Linked DNA regions of Pan troglodytes: region 2 is linked to region 1. A link is a contact called in public HiChIP or PLAC-seq data. All regions are on one chromosome and are shown on one strand. The core of a region is the stretch at or near the end of the contact, and the rest is flanking DNA. Distances in the headings are between cores, read along the strand shown.

Region 1 (4,109 bases), core at 632-3,131:
GGAAGGAGGAGCAGGAAGGGACCAGGGCAGGCCTGGGATGAGGGATGAGGATGCGATGGGAGGCCCAGAGTCCACTCATTTCCTCCCTCAGACCTCAACAAAGCTTCAGCTTCCACCTCCAAGACCCCTGCTCGGCTCCATCATCAGCTGCTGCCCCCACCTGAGGTCCTGCTGGCCCCGGCCACCTACAGGCCTGTCACGTATCAGAGCCTGTACTCTGGAGCCCCGAGCCACCTAGGGATCCCAAGGACCCGGCCAGCACCATACCCCCTCCCCAACATCCGGGCTGATAGGGATCAAGGAGGCCTGCCTCTCCCAGCTGGGCTGGGGCTCCTGTCCCCCACTGTTGTGTGCCTGGGGCCTGGCCAGGACTCCCAGTGATGCCAGAAGACCTGTGGGGAAGCCCTGCTACCCTGGACCTTACACCGGGTGTGGGAATCAGCCTCTGCCCCGCCCCCTCCAGCCCCATCTCTGTCTCAAGGAGAGCAGGGTAGGTGAAAGTCTAGAGAAAGAGGCTACCTGCCCAGGGTCACAGCAAGGCTGGGACCATGGCAAGCTTGGAACCAGGACTTCTACCTCCCAACCCCAGCAGCCTGAATACTATGCCCTCTTGCTTTGGGGGTAACTCCCGAAAACCCTGCCTTACCTCTCCCTTCCCCCTAACATTAAACTATTTGGCATGAGTGGTCAGAGCACTTCTGTCGTCGTGGTCAGGGTGGGTGGGGGCCTCAGGAACTCCCAGACCCATCATAGTCCCCACATCAGCCCTGTAGGCATCCCGAAGCTCTGCCCAGTGCCGTCCGCATCCCTGGGAGCACACAGTAATATTAAAAGTGGTGACTCCAGCCCAGTGGCAGGGCTGCACTTGCCCAGATGAGGATCGAAACTGGCGCTCAGAGAGGCGCGGACCTGCTCAACGTCACACAGCAGAGCATGGCGGACACCCGCCACCCCACGTTTAAATGCTGTGCGCAAGGCTGGGGTCATCTGGTCCCCAAGCCCAGGGTCTGGTGGAAGGGCGCAGAACCACGGTGGTCAGTGACCACAGGGGCCGAGGTAGGAACGGGGGAGGCATTTGGGAATCCGGTCAAGACTCAAGGCAGGAAGGGAGAAGAGCTCTGGACTCTGGGACAAGGAGGTCAAAGGCCTGGGGCTGGAGTCCGACGAAGCCAGAGGGGAAGACAAGACTGGGGGCGGCGCGCGCCACCCAGCGGTATCGGGAGGGAGGACCGGAGGGAGGGCTGGGCCGGACGCTCCTCTCGCGCACCGATCGACCTGGGTTCCTAGAGGGGCGTCCCCGTGGGATCCCGGCTCCGTACATCCTGGAGCCCCTAGGGGAGGGACGGACCAGTGGGGGCCGGCGGGGCCTCATCAGACACCCCAACGCCAGGACCCAACGGGACCGAGGACGGTCGCCGGGCGCTTCACGGTTCGCGTGGTTCCAGGATCTCGGAGAACACAACCGGCAGGTCCTGCAGCTCCGCGCCCATCTCCCTCCCCGCGGCCACACCCCCGGCCACGGCCCGGCCCTGCCGGAAGCACAGTCCGCCTGGCCACGCCCCCCAGTCCTTCGTAGCAAAAGCTCCGGTCCAGGCCCCGCCCCCAGCCCGCCCCAACCTCGATTGCCTACTAGGCCCCGCCACCCTTTCGCAGTAACGTCCGGGTCCGGCTCCCGCGCAGGCCCCGCCCCGCCCCGCCGCCCTCCGTCCCTCCCATCCGGGGGACTCAACGCGTCCCACCGAGGCCCCACCTTCAAACAGGCCCCGCCCCCTAATGGACCCCGTCCCACCGAGGACCCGCCTTCAAACAGGCCCCGCCCCCGAACAGACCCAGTCCCACCGAGGCCCCGTCTCCGGGCAGGCCCCGCCCACGAACAGACCCACCCCACTGAGGCCCCCCGACGCCGCTGCCGCTCCGCAGCCCCCCAGGCGGGACGCGTCGCGCGGGCTGCCCCTTCTCCCTCTCAGCTTCCGGAGGGACCCGGGCTGAGTGCCCCGCCCCGCCTCGCCCTGCCTCGCCCCGCCTCGCCCCGCCTCGCCTCTTCCCTCGCCCGATCCCGCGCCCTCAGTGTCCCGGCCGCGCAGGACTTGACATGCTGCCCGACTGCCTGTCGGCCGAGGGCGAGCTGCGCTGCCGCCGGCTGCTGGCAGGGGCCACGGCCCGGCTCCGCGCGCGGCCCGCGTCGGCCGCGGTGCTCGTGCCGCTCTGCTCAGTGCGTGGGGTCCCGGCGCTGCTGTACACGCTGCGGTCCAGCCGCCTGACCGGGAGGCACAAGGGCGACGTCAGGTACAGCGGCCGGGAACTCCTAGCCCTTTGCCGGAGGCCACAGGAGCCCGGGGCTGGCAGGGACCTCTGGCAGGGCACTTAGCCCCTTCGAGCCTCGGTTTCCGCCTCCGTAAAATGGGTCTGGGGAGAGTCCCTCCGCCCAAGGGCTGCGGCGAGAGGTCAGCGATCCGTGTCCGTCGGCCCCGGTGCACCTGCCCGGGCGCCACGTCCTCGCCGCGTGGGCCCGTCGTACGCGTCCTTGCGCGCACGCCTGGGCCGGGACACCCCTTTGAGCTGTTTCCCGCTTAGAGGGCGGACGCCGCCCCCTGCCGGCGACTACGGAGAGATTCGAGCCCCGCCCGGCGGGAATTAAGAACATCCTGAGGACAATGTCAGTGTTATTGGGGCCACCATAGGCCGAATTTGGGTATCTGAGCCCCAGGATCTTCTTGCCCCTGCTGCAGACCCTCTTATCCTGCGCTGTCCCGGGACTCTCTTCCTTATCCCCATTGCTCAGGGAGGTAAACTGGCCTCCAGAGGTCGCGTGGCTTGCCTGGGGCCTCCCAGTAAACTAGGGGCAGAGGCAGGCGACACTTTGGTGGGCCAGTGGCCCCCCCGCACTGCCGACACCCCGACCTCTCCGTGGCCCCAAGAGTCCAAGGACCAGACTCCTTGTGTCTGTTTAGTTTCCCAGGCGGCAAGTGCGACCCGGCTGACCAAGATGTGGTGCACACGGCCCTGCGGGAAACCCGGGAGGAGCTGGGCCTGGCAGTGCCCGAGGAGCACGTGTGGGGCCTGCTGCGGCCTGTGTATGATCCGGTGAGCCACTTGGCTGAGGCCACCCCACCCCATTCACTCACTCTGTGCCTGCCCTGGAGCTGGGCTCCCAGGGACCAGGAGAGTGGTCATGGACCCCCACGGGCACAAAGTGTGGAAGGGTGCCCCTAACCTGCCTGGTCACATGCACCACCCCACACACCCCCTCGGGAAGGGATTGGGGAGGCTCTGGTGCCCTGAGTAGAGGTGGCCCAGGGCGATGGGGTGGTCCAGCTCCACTCAGTTTGGTGGATTAGGGTCAGGGAAGCTTCATGGGGTAGGCAGGGATTGAACCCAGGCTTGAATGCCAAGTGGGAGATTGTCCTAAGCAGAGGGAACAGGTCTAGTGCATTTGAGGGGACCTGAGTCAGTCAGCATGGCTGGAGGACACAGGCAGGTGGACCCGAACATGACTACCAAAGGCCTATGCATGGCAAAGGGGTCTTCCTGTCACACTCCCCTCCCCAGCCTTCAAACCCAGCGAAGGCCATGCTTCCCTGACCACCTGCCCTCTTCCCCAGCAAAAGGCCACCGTGGTGCCAGTGCTTGCTGGTGTAGGCCCACTGGATCCCCAGAGCCTCAGGCCCAACTCGGAGGAGGTGAGCTGGGGGATATGAGGGGGTTGGGCTGTTCCAGTCCTCTGTCTACCCTCTCTGCCTCCTGCCTGCAGGTAGATGAGGTGTTTGCACTGCCGCTGGCCCACCTGCTGCAGACGCAGAATCAGGGCTATACCCACTTCTGCCGGGGTGGCCACTTCCGCTACACACTACCCGTCTTCCTGCATGGACCACACCGGGTCTGGGGCCTCACAGCTGTCATCACCGAGTTTGCCCTGCAGCTGCTGGCACCTGGTACCTACCAGCCCCGCCTGGCCGGCCTGACCTGCTCAGGGGCTGAGGGTCTGGCCCGCCCTAAGCAGCCCCTGGCTTCACCCTGTCAGGCCAGCTCCACTCCAGGACTGAATAAAGGTCTTTGACAGCTCTAGAGCTCCTGCTTCTGCTGTACTGGGGCCTTGACCTTGGGCAGAC
Region 2 (4,109 bases), core at 780-3,279, 95 kb before region 1:
AAAAAAAAATCCTTTCTGGAGAGAGGAGGTGTATCAGTCAGGGTTTAGTGCCTCCAGGGCTGGTTTTTTTTTTTTTTTTTTTTTTTTTTGAGAGGTCTCACTCTGTCGCCCACGCTGGAATGCAGTGGCACAATCTCAGCTCACTGCAGCCTCATCCTCCTGGGCTCAAGCAATTCTCCCACCTCAGCCTCCTAAGTAGCTGGGGCTACAGGTGTCCACCATCACACCAGGCTAGTTTTTGTATTTTTTGTAGAGATGGGGGGGAGGGGGTTGTCTCACTTTGTTGAGGCTGGTCTTGAACTCCTGAGCTCAAGTGATCCTCCTTGGCCAGCCAAAGTGCTGGGATTGCAGGCGTGAGCCACAGCGCCCGACCCTCTCCAGGTGTTTTGAGTAGGAGACATTGAGTGCAGGGAATTGGTGGTACAGCACAGGTGATGGAAGAGCCCAGGATGGGCAACCATAGCAACCGCCACAACCCGCAGGCCCAGAGGAACAAGGGGAGGAAGAGATGTCACCAGGCCCCAGAAGTTTGGGGTCCCTCAGGGAAATTGAGAAGCTCGGGGGGCCCACTCCCAGCACTTTGGGGGCTAAGGCGGGTACATCACTTGAGGTCAGGAGTTCGAGACCAGCCTGGGCCAATATGGTGAAACCCCATCTCTACTAAAAATACAAAAATCAGCTGGGTGTAGGGGCACACGCCTGTAATTCCAGCTACTCACAAGGCTGAGTCAGGAGAATTGCACTTTCTCATCATGCTGTGTAATGATGCTGGTGTCTGCCATCTGAGAACGGCCCTCGCCATAGCCATACTCTCCCACCTCCTCCCTGCCCCTGCGCCTCGGGCCCTGCCCTCTCTTCGGCTCCTTTCCTGTCTCCCACTTCCAGCCACCCACCTGCATGAATCCACCTGTCTGTTCTCCACATCTGCACTTGGGCATCGTCACCTGGAGAAAGTTCTACCTCCTGGAAGCCTGAAGCCACTGCAGATTCACGCCTCCCTCCACCTTCCCAGCAATCCTTGCGGGGTGGGAGGTGTTTGTCATCCAGTCACTCATGCACCCATCCAGTCACAAGTATTGATCACTCAGTAGGTGCCCAATGCCATCCTCTGCATTTGGGAGAGGATGTACCTGAAGAGCAGTGGGTGGAGGGGGGTGCACAGGGAGGGCATGGAAAACCAGAAGGGAAGTGGAGGGACTGCATTCTCTGCAGGGATGTTCTCTTGTTCTGAGAGCTGAGTGGGAAGGAAGCCACCTGGGAGGCGCAGCAGGAAGAGCATTCAAACCAGAAGGAACCCAGGGGAGAGAATCTGGATATTTTCAAAAGTGGCCCCGTGGCTCCAGCCAGGTCGGTGGTAGCCAGTGCTTTGGAGTGTCGGCCCCACCACGGGCTCCCGCTGCAGCCCGGGATCCAGTGCCCAGCAGGACGGCGGCAGGTGGCTCTGGGCCCCACTACATGGTTGTGGCAGGGTCCCCCAAGTAGTTCAGTGGGGATCACAATCTCCACCTCCCAGGACTCACTCAAGCTCCCATTTGCACAGCCCAAACTGGAGCAGGATGGGGACATGGGAGGTGGGCTCTGGCTGTAGCGTCCTGTGGTGGGAGGTGGGGTCCAGCTGGTGACGCTACTGTCCCTGCAGTGCTCTTTGATGAGCTGTAACAGCAGGCTTGGAGGTGGGGCTGGGGACGACCCAGGCAACCCTGAGGGGAGCTTAAGGGAGCCAGGCAACCCTGGCACTTTTCCAAGGCTTTGCTTTAACTCAATAGTTCCGCCATGGCCCCGGGGGTAGTGCCACGTATTTCTGTTTTACCGTCGAGGAAACAGAGGAAACCGAGGCACAAAGAAATGGAGTTAATTCCTAAAGTCACAGGGCCAGGAGGTGGCTGAGTGGGGATTCGAACTCACACCCCAGAGGGCACACACAGGCAGGCCCCTGCACACACGCGCGCGCGCGCGCGTACACACACATACACACACACGTGTCCTGGAGGAGGCGGCCCGCAGGGCGGGACAGGGCGGGGCGGGGGCAGGTCCCGGCCGCCGGGAGGAAGTGGCCGGGCGGTCGCAAGGGCTCCGGGGCAACCGCCGCGAGTCCGCAGTAGTTCGGGCCATGGAGGCGGAGCCGCCGCTCTACCCGATGGCGGGGGCTGCGGGGCCGCAGGGCGACGAGGACCGGCTCGGGGTCCCGGACGGGCCCGAGGCCCCGGTGAGCGGGGACCCGGAGTGCGAGGCGCGGGCGTCCCCTGTGGGCCAGGGTCCCCCCGGCGGGGGCGGGGCGGGCCGGGGGGCGGCGGGCACCGGGGGACACGGGTTCGGGGCGCGATCGCGGGTGCGAGCGGCGTGCGTGGCCCGCAGCTGGACGAGCTGGTGGGCGCGTACCCCAACTACAACGAGGAGGAGGAGGAGCGCCGCTACTACCGCCGCAAGCGCCTGGGCGTGCTCAAGAACGTGCTGGCTGCCAGCGCCGGAGGCATGCTCACCTACGGCGTCTACCTGGGTAGGTGCCGCTCGGGGACCCGGGGCCGCCCCGCCCGCTCCCAGCCCGGCCCGGGAAACAGAAACCGCGGGCCGCTGCCTCCCGCCCGCTCTCACTTCCCCTCCGCTGCCCTCGCAGCTGCAGCCACGGCCCCGCGCGGCGGGGGTGGGGTTGGGGGGTCAAGTAGCGCAGCGTCCCCGGGTCCCAGCCAGAGCCTCGGTGTGGGTGGGGGACAGGGGTCCGGGCTCCCGGACAGACCTGCCACCTTCAGAATTGGAGGCCGGCGGAGCAAGGCGGGTGGGGGTCTGGGCTTAGCTGGCCAAGTGGCCGCGGGCTGGCAGAAGGCGTGGCGCAGCCCGGGAACCCGGCTGTCCTGAGGGGCGCTGTCAGCGGGAATGCCTTCGGTGATTGGAGCTCCCTGCGAGGCCTGCATGCCGTCTTCTGCTCGGTGGCGCCCAAAGCCAGGCTGCTCCCTGCACGCCGCTCTCTGTCCTGTCCCCAGGCCTCCTGCAGATGCAGCTGATCCTGCACTACGACGAGACCTACCGCGAGGTGAAGTATGGCAACATGGGGCTGCCCGACATCGACAGCAAAATGCTGATGGGCATCAACGTGACTCCCATCGCCGCCCTGCTCTACACACCTGTGCTCATCAGGTGGGCGCGGCTGCTCCTGTGGGATGCTGCGGTACTCCCATTTCGGAGGGGTACAGAGGCCGGCAGGCCAGGAGGTGTCCATCTGCCGGGGTGTTTGTGGGGCGAGGGAGCAAGGGAGAGGTTTTTTTCTATCCGGAAGCCTGAGAGTGAAGGGGGTGAAACTCGGATTTGGGGAAGGAAACAGGAAATTTGCCTCAGGGCACATTTGGTTTCCAGCAACAGATTCACACGGGCTGAGCTCCCTCCCAGCTTGCCTGGGCCTCACGTGGCACCCTCCTCGTGGCCTCCTTGGAGGCCTCCCAGAGCCACTGTGGCCTTCAGGGTTGGGGCTGTAGAGTTAGGGGTTTCTGATCGGTCAGCAAAGTCCAGGCACCCATGCCTGGCCCAGTCGCTGTGACTGGTGCTGAGGGGGTGTTTCTCACAGACAGGCATGGCTGGGCAGGTGCCCCAGAGCTCTCCCCCAGATCTGAGCCCTGGAGGTATGTGGTTCAGCCTCCCCATCACTGGTCCACAGTGCCCTCCCTGATGGGACCTGGAGACCAGTGGACAAATTAGGTGAATTTGAGCTCCCTCATCTTTAAAACAAACAAACAAACAAACAAAACAACAAGAGAAAACTCCATTTAAACAAAAATTTGAAAATTTAAAACATCTCCCGTTGCACAGGCAGGATTAGAATAACTGAAATCATAAAAAAGAAACCCCATCTAAGCCCTCCAGGAAATCGGCTACCCATGCTGTCCCACCACCATGCATGGATTACATTCACATCCTTGTCCCCAGAGCACGTGTGTGGACGTGCCCGTGTGTGTGTGTGTGTGTGTGTGTATGCAAGCGGGCTATGTTTGCTTTTGCTTGCTTACTTTTTTTTTTTTTTTTTTTGAGACAGATACTTGCTCTGTCATCTAGACTGCAGTGCAGTGGTGTGATCTCGGCTCACTGCAACCTCTGCCTCCCAGGCTCAAGCGATTCTCCTA

The links. HiChIP or PLAC-seq counts read pairs in DNA pulled down with a chosen protein or histone mark.
Region 2: an H3K4me3 HiChIP or PLAC-seq map of stem cell-derived excitatory neurons shows a contact between it and region 1, with 2.3 times the contacts expected there. The contact joins the promoter of UNC93B1 here to the promoter of NUDT8 in region 1. A contact is called at or near these places in 1 of 7 Hi-C or Micro-C datasets (stem cell-derived neural progenitor cells) and 1 of 1 datasets of contacts at active chromatin or transcription factors (stem cell-derived excitatory neurons).

The regions. Positions count from the first base shown.
Region 1 is chr9:69,948,517-69,952,625 of NHGRI_mPanTro3-v2.0_pri, reverse strand. NUDT8 (nudix hydrolase 8) reads left to right here and starts at 1,881. Exons shown (of 4, transcript XM_522294.9): 1 at 1,881-2,286; 2 at 2,952-3,084; 3 at 3,603-3,680; 4 at 3,752-4,065. The coding sequence starts at 2,093. The coding sequence ends at 4,057. TBX10 (T-box transcription factor 10) reads left to right here. Exons shown (of 7, transcript XM_016921381.3): 7 at 92-683. The coding sequence ends at 381.
Region 2 is chr9:70,043,422-70,047,530 of NHGRI_mPanTro3-v2.0_pri, reverse strand. It overlaps UNC93B1 (unc-93 homolog B1, TLR signaling regulator), which reads left to right and starts at 2,029. Exons shown (of 11, transcript XM_016921385.3): 1 at 2,029-2,206; 2 at 2,356-2,497; 3 at 2,979-3,132. The coding sequence starts at 2,111.